2 separate regions of the Mus musculus genome follow, and region 2 is linked to region 1. A link is a contact called in public HiChIP or PLAC-seq data. All regions are on one chromosome and are shown on one strand. The core of a region is the stretch at or near the end of the contact, and the rest is flanking DNA. Distances in the headings are between cores, read along the strand shown.

Evidence for each region. HiChIP or PLAC-seq counts read pairs in DNA pulled down with a chosen protein or histone mark.
Region 2: a contact with region 1 is called in an H3K27ac HiChIP or PLAC-seq map of extraembryonic endoderm stem cells. The contact joins two enhancer-like sites. A contact is called at or near these places in 4 of 115 datasets of contacts at active chromatin or transcription factors (extraembryonic endoderm stem cells, large pre-B cells, stem cell-derived neural progenitor cells and 1 more) and 1 of 9 other capture datasets (adipose tissue).

The regions. Positions count from the first base shown.
Region 1 is chr19:52,999,183-53,002,702 of GRCm38.p6, reverse strand. It overlaps Xpnpep1 (X-prolyl aminopeptidase (aminopeptidase P) 1, soluble), which reads left to right. Exons shown (of 20, transcript NM_001374834.1): 12 at 1-24; 13 at 152-229; 14 at 2,243-2,314; 15 at 3,491-3,520. Among named protein-coding and RNA genes, the nearest start is that of Mir6407, 9.8 kb to the left of the region's middle. Within about 2 kb of position 1,647, at least 20 of the 459 cell types and tissues checked have an H3K27ac peak or open chromatin away from gene starts, as enhancers often do. A contact at or near this core is called in extraembryonic endoderm stem cells, where this site is marked.
Region 2 is chr19:53,282,937-53,286,456 of GRCm38.p6, reverse strand. No RefSeq gene overlaps it. Among named protein-coding and RNA genes, the nearest start is that of Mxi1, 26 kb to the left of the region's middle. Within about 2 kb of position 1,851, at least 87 of the 459 cell types and tissues checked have an H3K27ac peak or open chromatin away from gene starts, as enhancers often do. A contact at or near this core is called in extraembryonic endoderm stem cells, where this site is marked.

The DNA.
Region 1 (3,520 bases), core at 398-2,897:
TGACAAGGCCGAGGAATTTCGAAGGTAAGTGTCTGATGAGGAGGCCCAGGGACCTTGTGCTGACTCCTTGGCCAGCTGAGTGTGCGGGGAGGGCCTTAGTTCCCAGCTCAGTGCAGACCTTCCAGAGACTCTGCTCTTGTCTGTGTTCCAGGCAGCAGGCTGACTTTGTGGATCTGAGCTTCCCAACGATTTCCAGCACGGGACCCAACGGCGCCATCATCCACTACGCGTAAGGCATGCAGATGGAGCAGCACAGGCCTGGCCTTGCATTTGCCTCTGCACAGGAGTCTGAGCAGGGGAGACAGTTTTCCCAGAGGTCTCGAGTCCACCCATTTGTCTGTGGAGTCTGGAGTGGGAGATAAGATCCCAGAGGCCTCGCCCCCTCTGAGTCCTCAAGTCTCCACCTTTTAGGACTCTCCTCTTCCTTGTTTGCTGCTATTCAGTTTCTTTTGCGATAGACTTTCACTTTGTAGCTCAGGCTGGCCCGGCACTTACTACATAGCCTAGCCTGGCATCAGCCTTGTGATGATCCCCCTGCCTCAGCCCGAGATTACAGGGATCAGTGAGCACACCCGGCCACATTCCTTCCTGAGGCACAGAAGCTCAGAACCCTCGTGTCTTGACTAGCGTTCTGGGGTCCCTTGGGGTCCTGGTCTGCCCTATGTAAGCACCGCTGCTGACATCTAAAAACTGTGCTGCTAACTATGTGCGTAGAGAGATGCTGGACAGCAGAGCCATCTCTCAGGGACTTTGGCTTGATGCCAGCATCCTACTCTAGGGGTTTTGTTTGTTTGTTTGTTTGTTTTTCTTTGCTCCTTAGCACATGATCTGTGAGAGTCCACAAACCCACAGAGCTGAGGCTCCCTGAACTCTTGAGTTCAGGGACATTGCTGTGCTCAGGGCCTGAGCCCTGCTGGTGGCGACGTAAGAAGTGTAGTTAGGTCGGGCATCAGCTTCCCCAGCTCAGCACTTTGGCTCCGTGTAGGGCATCCTGTGCCGTGCTGTGCTGTCTTCCATGTGCAGTAGCGCAAAGGGCGCTCAGCTGTCTCTGGGCTGCAGTTGGACTGGGTTTTTCTCTCTTAAATAATGGTGTTTAGAACTGTTGGTCTTGGGTAGATTTCAGAGCTGTGTGTGGGAGATAGTCACAGACGTGCCGACATCACTCACTCACACTAATGCCTCAGTTCCAACACACAGATGCCAAAGAGTAATGCTCCTGTCGGAACACACAGATCCCAACGGTTTCACTCGGGTGACGAGTTTCATGGTGGAGTTTTTCATATGGGTAGAGCAGGAACAATTTCAAACCCTTTGCCCCTCTTTCGGCGTTTCTTCATTGCAGGCAGTTAGAGTCTGCTTAGAGGCCTGGGCAGTATCCGACTGTCTTGTTATTGCTGGAGAGGGATTGATACCCACAGAGGGTGAACTCAGAGTGAGCAGTCTTCCCTCTGGGCGTTCCCCAGCACAGTGCTACTGTCTAGAATATAGGATGGGGAAGGCAGGTCCCTTCTCACAAAGAGCCATGCAGTAGGAGTGGCCCCACACAGTCTTTCTCTGCAGGGGAAGGTGGGATCTCTTAGCAGAGAGATGCTGGAATAGGGTTCGGAGTCCTGAGATCATGGGCCTTGGCTGTTTGCTTCCTGTCCCTGGAACCCAAGCTTACACTGCTTGCTTTTTGTGTTGTCTGTTTGTTGTTTGAGATAGGGCCTCACTGTGTAGCTTAGGCCTGTCTTAATGTGTAATCCTCCTGCCTCAGCCTCCTTAGTGTCCTGCTTTTTAAAGTCATCTCTCAAACACTGTTTCTGTTCTAGACACAAGCAGTTACTCCTCTGTTCCCCTTTCTTGGTCGGCAAGCTAGGTTGCAAAGTCTTTGAATAGTGTAAGCTTAATGCTTATAATTTATTGGGAAATGGTTCTTTGCATAATTATTTCAGACTTAAATATGTTTTAGGACAAATGTACAGAGGTTGGATATAGTGGTACAGGCCTGTAACCCCAGTATTTGGGGAGGCAGAGACAGTTGGATCTCTTAAGTTTGAGGCCAGCCTGGTCTACTGAGCAAGTTCTAGGACAGCCGGGGCTGTATAGAGGAACCCTGTCTTGAAACACACATACACCCCCACCCCCCTAAAAAAAAAAGAAAGGAAAAAATGGTATACAGTATTTATATGCTGTATTTATATGCTCAGACTTACCAGGGGATTTCGATTTTGGAATAACTAATTCTGTCTGCCTTTGTTAGGCCAGTCCCTGAGACGAACAGGACCCTGTCCCTGGACGAGGTTTACCTCATTGACTCCGGTGCTCAGTACAAGTAAGTGAGCCAGGCTGCTGCAGAGCCTGAGAGTGAACGGCCAGGGGTTGGGGGCAAACTGAGTGTGCCCAGCTGTTACCCCTCGTCGGCTGCTGACGGGTGTTTGCCGTCTCGTCTTGTTTTTCACCTCTCATTTTAAAAGCCCAGTTGTGAATGTTCCCGTGAAGGACGATAGAGCCGGGTAGTCCATGGCTATCAGCTGGTAAACTATGGAACGAGCACTCGAGGGGGAGAGAGCCTTGGGGCCCTGTGAAGATTTCTGCTCCATCCCAGAGAGCTGTCTGCCAGCTCCTACTTGCAGCTCCCGGGGGCCTGAGGAAGACGGGCTAACTTAGAACATACGGATCTGAAATGGACCTGCCTCCGCCTCTCCGTTTCTGTCTGGGTCTTGTTGTTGAGCCCAAGAAGGAGCCAGAGTGGATGTGATGTGTACAGAAGGCCCTTCCCCACTGCCGTGGAAGCCAGTTAGTGACTGGATGACCACAGTCTGGCCTTGCGATCACATGGCGGTCACTTGGTCATAGTATAAATTTTTGTCTTTCCTGAATTTTATAGGAAGATTCTAGAAGTTCTATTTTTGGTGTGAACTAGTGTATGTTAAGAGGCACCTCTGGGTAGTTTTGGGGTCTCTTCAGTACTCCATTGCTCTCCAGCAGCAGGAAAAGGATTTTGGTTTTCTTGCCACAAGTGCTTGGTACAGCCTCTGGTCCTTGGTCTTCTGCTCTTAGTTATAACCTAGTGATGCCTCTGACATGGAGTAAAGCTCCTTGTATGGACCAAAAACAGTGTCTGTCAGGGCTGCATCCATTCCTGGTCTTGCAAGCTGGTTTGGCACTTCCAGGTTGGTTTATTTTCAACAGTTGTATTAAGATATACTTCACCCGCCGAAAGTATAACATTAGGTTTTATGTATCTGCAGAGTTGTGCAGTCACTGCCACAGTTGATCCACGTGTGAGTGTTTGTACAGACACACCTCTTCAGGTGTGTGTCTGGGAGTTGGGCCCATGATGGCTCATGAGAAAAAGGCTTAGCCTTGGAGGGAAAGCCGTTTTCCAAAGTGGGTGTGGCCTGTGCTGCTCAGTGCTGTGTGTATAGTTTCTCCATGTACCCCGTTTCATGGCTGAGAAAAGGTTATTTTAACTGGGGAAACTGTTTGCTTTCTCTGTCTTTGACAGGGATGGAACCACGGACGTCACCCGGACCAT
Region 2 (3,520 bases), core at 602-3,101, 280 kb before region 1:
TGTGTATGCGAGTGTATGTGTGTGTGTGAGTATAGGTGTATAAGATAAGATTCTGCATATCAGAAAAAACAAGGTATTTTATTCCCTACCCCCATTATCATCCCTTGGTCCCTAACTGGGTTTGATTTTCTTTAAAGCTTAGATTGACTTTTGGTTGAGTGGGAAAATAGTGGATGAAAAAGGAGATTTTTGAGGAGTTAAAAGATAGAACTATATTATACAATTCTCCAACTGAAAATATCTGTGTCCCAGGTCTCCCTGCTAGAGAATTTTCTTCTACCCCATACTTATGGCTCTCAGATCAAAATTTACTAGAAGGTATCCCTTGAAAATGACCACTCATGTAGCACCAATCTCAGAAAAGACACATTCTTTTGTCTGTAATGTTTTAAATATTTTTCTATTGGTTTTTCAAAAAAGAAAAAAAAAAAAGAGCCAAAAGTAACTCAAGTCCTCTGGCCCTAGGGACAGTGACATCTTAGGCCACGGATGACCTGGTTCACCAAGCTACCCTGACAGGTTCTGAGTGACAGAGCCCTGGAGCTGGACCGAGAGAGCAGGGTTCAAGTCTCAGCTCCAAACACACTGGCACAGAGCTGTGCTTGGGCAGGTTGCTTACTCCTGGGGCCTTGGTTTCCTCTGTGAAGTGAGACTCATTATAATACCTGTGTGCTCACCTCACCCAGCTGGAATGAGAGAACCAGTTGACACAGTGCTCACAAACAGCCGTGTAATTGGTAAAGCGCTGTACAATTATGGGGCCACTATTATTATTTTTTCATGCCCAGACACCGATTCTGTTATTTTTTCAGAGCATCCCATTCTATTCCAGCTAGAAGCTGGGAATTCAACTTTGGTTAAAGCTAGATGAATCTGACCATGAACTGGGGCTGAGAAAGTGGAGAAACTCTTCTTAGTGGCTCCTCTACCTTCCTCCAAAGGGTCCTGAAGGACCTTTTACTTTGAGGGGATTCATAGACCAGTGCCTGTAAAGGGTTGGGGGATCAGGGGACTACCAGTCGCCTTGTGGTGTGGTTGTGTGTTGCAGGTGCCAAACCAGGCCCTAGAGAGAGCAGATTCCCCGCCAAGTAGAGCCTGTGTTGCTGGCAAGTGTGGTCAGGGTTGGTTCCTGGAATGCGATATAATTTGAGGTTCAGATATGCAAATTAGCACAGGTGAAAGGGCAGGAAAGGTTTGTGTAAAAGTAATGGGTTTGTGAGCTCTAGAGGGGACAGCCACATTGGCAAGACTGTTAGTAACGTACACTTTATCATGTAAGATGAGCCAAAAGCATCTCTGTTCTAATCTAGCCTAGGGATCCCGCAGCCTGCCTCTCCATCCTGGAGCAAGAGGGGTCCCAGGCACTTACAGCAGTTGCCCTGTCAACCCTGACTCTTGTTTTCATAAAAAGCCTTGGGCTGCATCTTCACCTGCTGGGATATGCCTTCCCTGTAAGCAGCCAATCTGCCATGTAGGAGCTCCTCATTGAAGGCAATTTTTCTTTTGGGGTGGGGGCCCACCCTCTCCTCCCCCGCCGCCGCCCCGACAGGAGTCCGAATCATTAGCTACTCGCTTCGGCAGTTTTATCATGGAAATGACATATTGAAATACAAATTGGGACGTGTACAGTATAATTACTAATACTGCATATTCATTTCCTTCCTTTGTCGCCATGAAGGCCTCTTCCCAGCCACATCCCCGTGCTGTGTGCAGTCAGCCCTGTGTCATTTTCTTTAGAGCCCAGGCGGGGCTGGAGGGGAAATGCTGGGGAGGGAGTACCTGCCTTCCTCCTCGACCAGGGCTATTTTTGTGCAATGCCGAGCTGACAAGCTGACGAAGCAGTTTGGTCTTCTGAGGTCTAAGGGCTTCCCAGATCTCCCCAAACAGCTCTGTCACTGAGCCAGACACGGGAAGTCCCAGCTGGAGACCTCTTTCAGAAAATTTAGATGTAAACAAGCAAACATTTCCAGGGATGTGGGGCCAGTGTCCCAGGCTGTACCACACAACCTCAGGCAGGACCCTTCCCGTCTCTTGGGATCTTCTTCAAAAAGGAGGTCACAGAAGTTGGTTCACTTGGCTAGCTGCCACGGTTGTACAGGCACTGTTGTAGGCACTCTGCGCTCTGTGACCTAGCCCAGCTCCTTTGTCTGTCCTTCCCCAGGGGAGCCCTGTATCACAAATACCTGACTATAAGGAGAAGTAGTTAAGGGAGTCGGTTCTGGTTCTAATCATAATCATGCCCCTGCCACTGAGCAGTTCTGTCCCTTTGGGTTAGTTTACCTAATGCATCTATAACTCAACTTCCCTGTCTGTGAAATGGGGCTTCTAGTTGTTTCTCTCCATAGAAGTGTTAAAGGGATTAAAAGCTTTAGTTCAGGGTAAGCATGCGTAACAGATACATTGCTTCTTTGGATAGCAAGAGCGATAAGGGTCTGGTTTCTGAGCTTAGGACCAAAAGGTCTTAGCCACTTCTGTACTGACTATGAGGACAAGCCCAGGCTAGCCTGCTGGATGATAAGAAAGCAGGTGAGGCAGAGCTGAGTCAGTCAGCCTTATTGTCTCAGCTGAGGCCCCAGACAGGTAAGAAAGACGGGCCAAGATCAACAAATCAACCCACAGTTAATCCGAAGATGACCACAAGAGCATGCAAAGCGCTATTCCAGACCAGAGGAAGCCCCGGATCAAAACACGGGCTGGAGAGCTAAGTGCATGTGTAATATTTTAAGGCACTGCGTTTCGAGCTGGCTTGTTACGCAGCAGCAGCAGCTACTTGATATATAGAGGAGGCTAGACTTTTCCCTTCTACCTGCTGCCTGCTCCCCTGACCTACTGACTGTGTCAAATAAAGACATGATAGTAAGTTATCAGAGCCAGAACACAGGCAGGCCCTAGAGTCAGAAGACAGACAGACAGAGTTTGAATCTTAGCTCTAGCACACATTAAATTATTTAATTTTTAACACGTTATTTCTCTTCCATGGGAATAATAGTAATAATAATAATAATATCTCTCATAAAATGTTGAATAAGATGGGCGTGGTGGCACACGCCTTTAATCCCAGCACTCGGGAGGCAGAGGCTGGCGGATTTCTGAGTTCAGGGCCAGCCTGGTCTACAAAGTGAGTTCCAGGACAGCCAGGACTATACAGAGAAACCCTGTCTTGAAAAACCAAAAAAAAAAAAAAAAAGTCCCAGAGTTTTATTTAGCTGCATATGTATCAAAAGATGGCCTAGTCGGTCATCACTGCAAAGAGAGGCCCATTGGACTTGCAAACTTTATATGCCCCAGTACAGGGGAACACCAGGGCCAAAAAGGGGCAGTGGGTGGGTAGGGGATTGGGGGGGTGGGTTTGGGGGACCTTTGGGATAGCATTGAAAATGTAAACGAGGAAAATACCTAATTAAAAAAAATAAAAATAAAAATAAAAAAAAATAGTTCTCTCACTGCAAAAAAAAAAATGTTGAATAAAATAGGTGATGGGGAAAAGTTTGATACCCACAAAGCTTATCTCTTCTCTCTT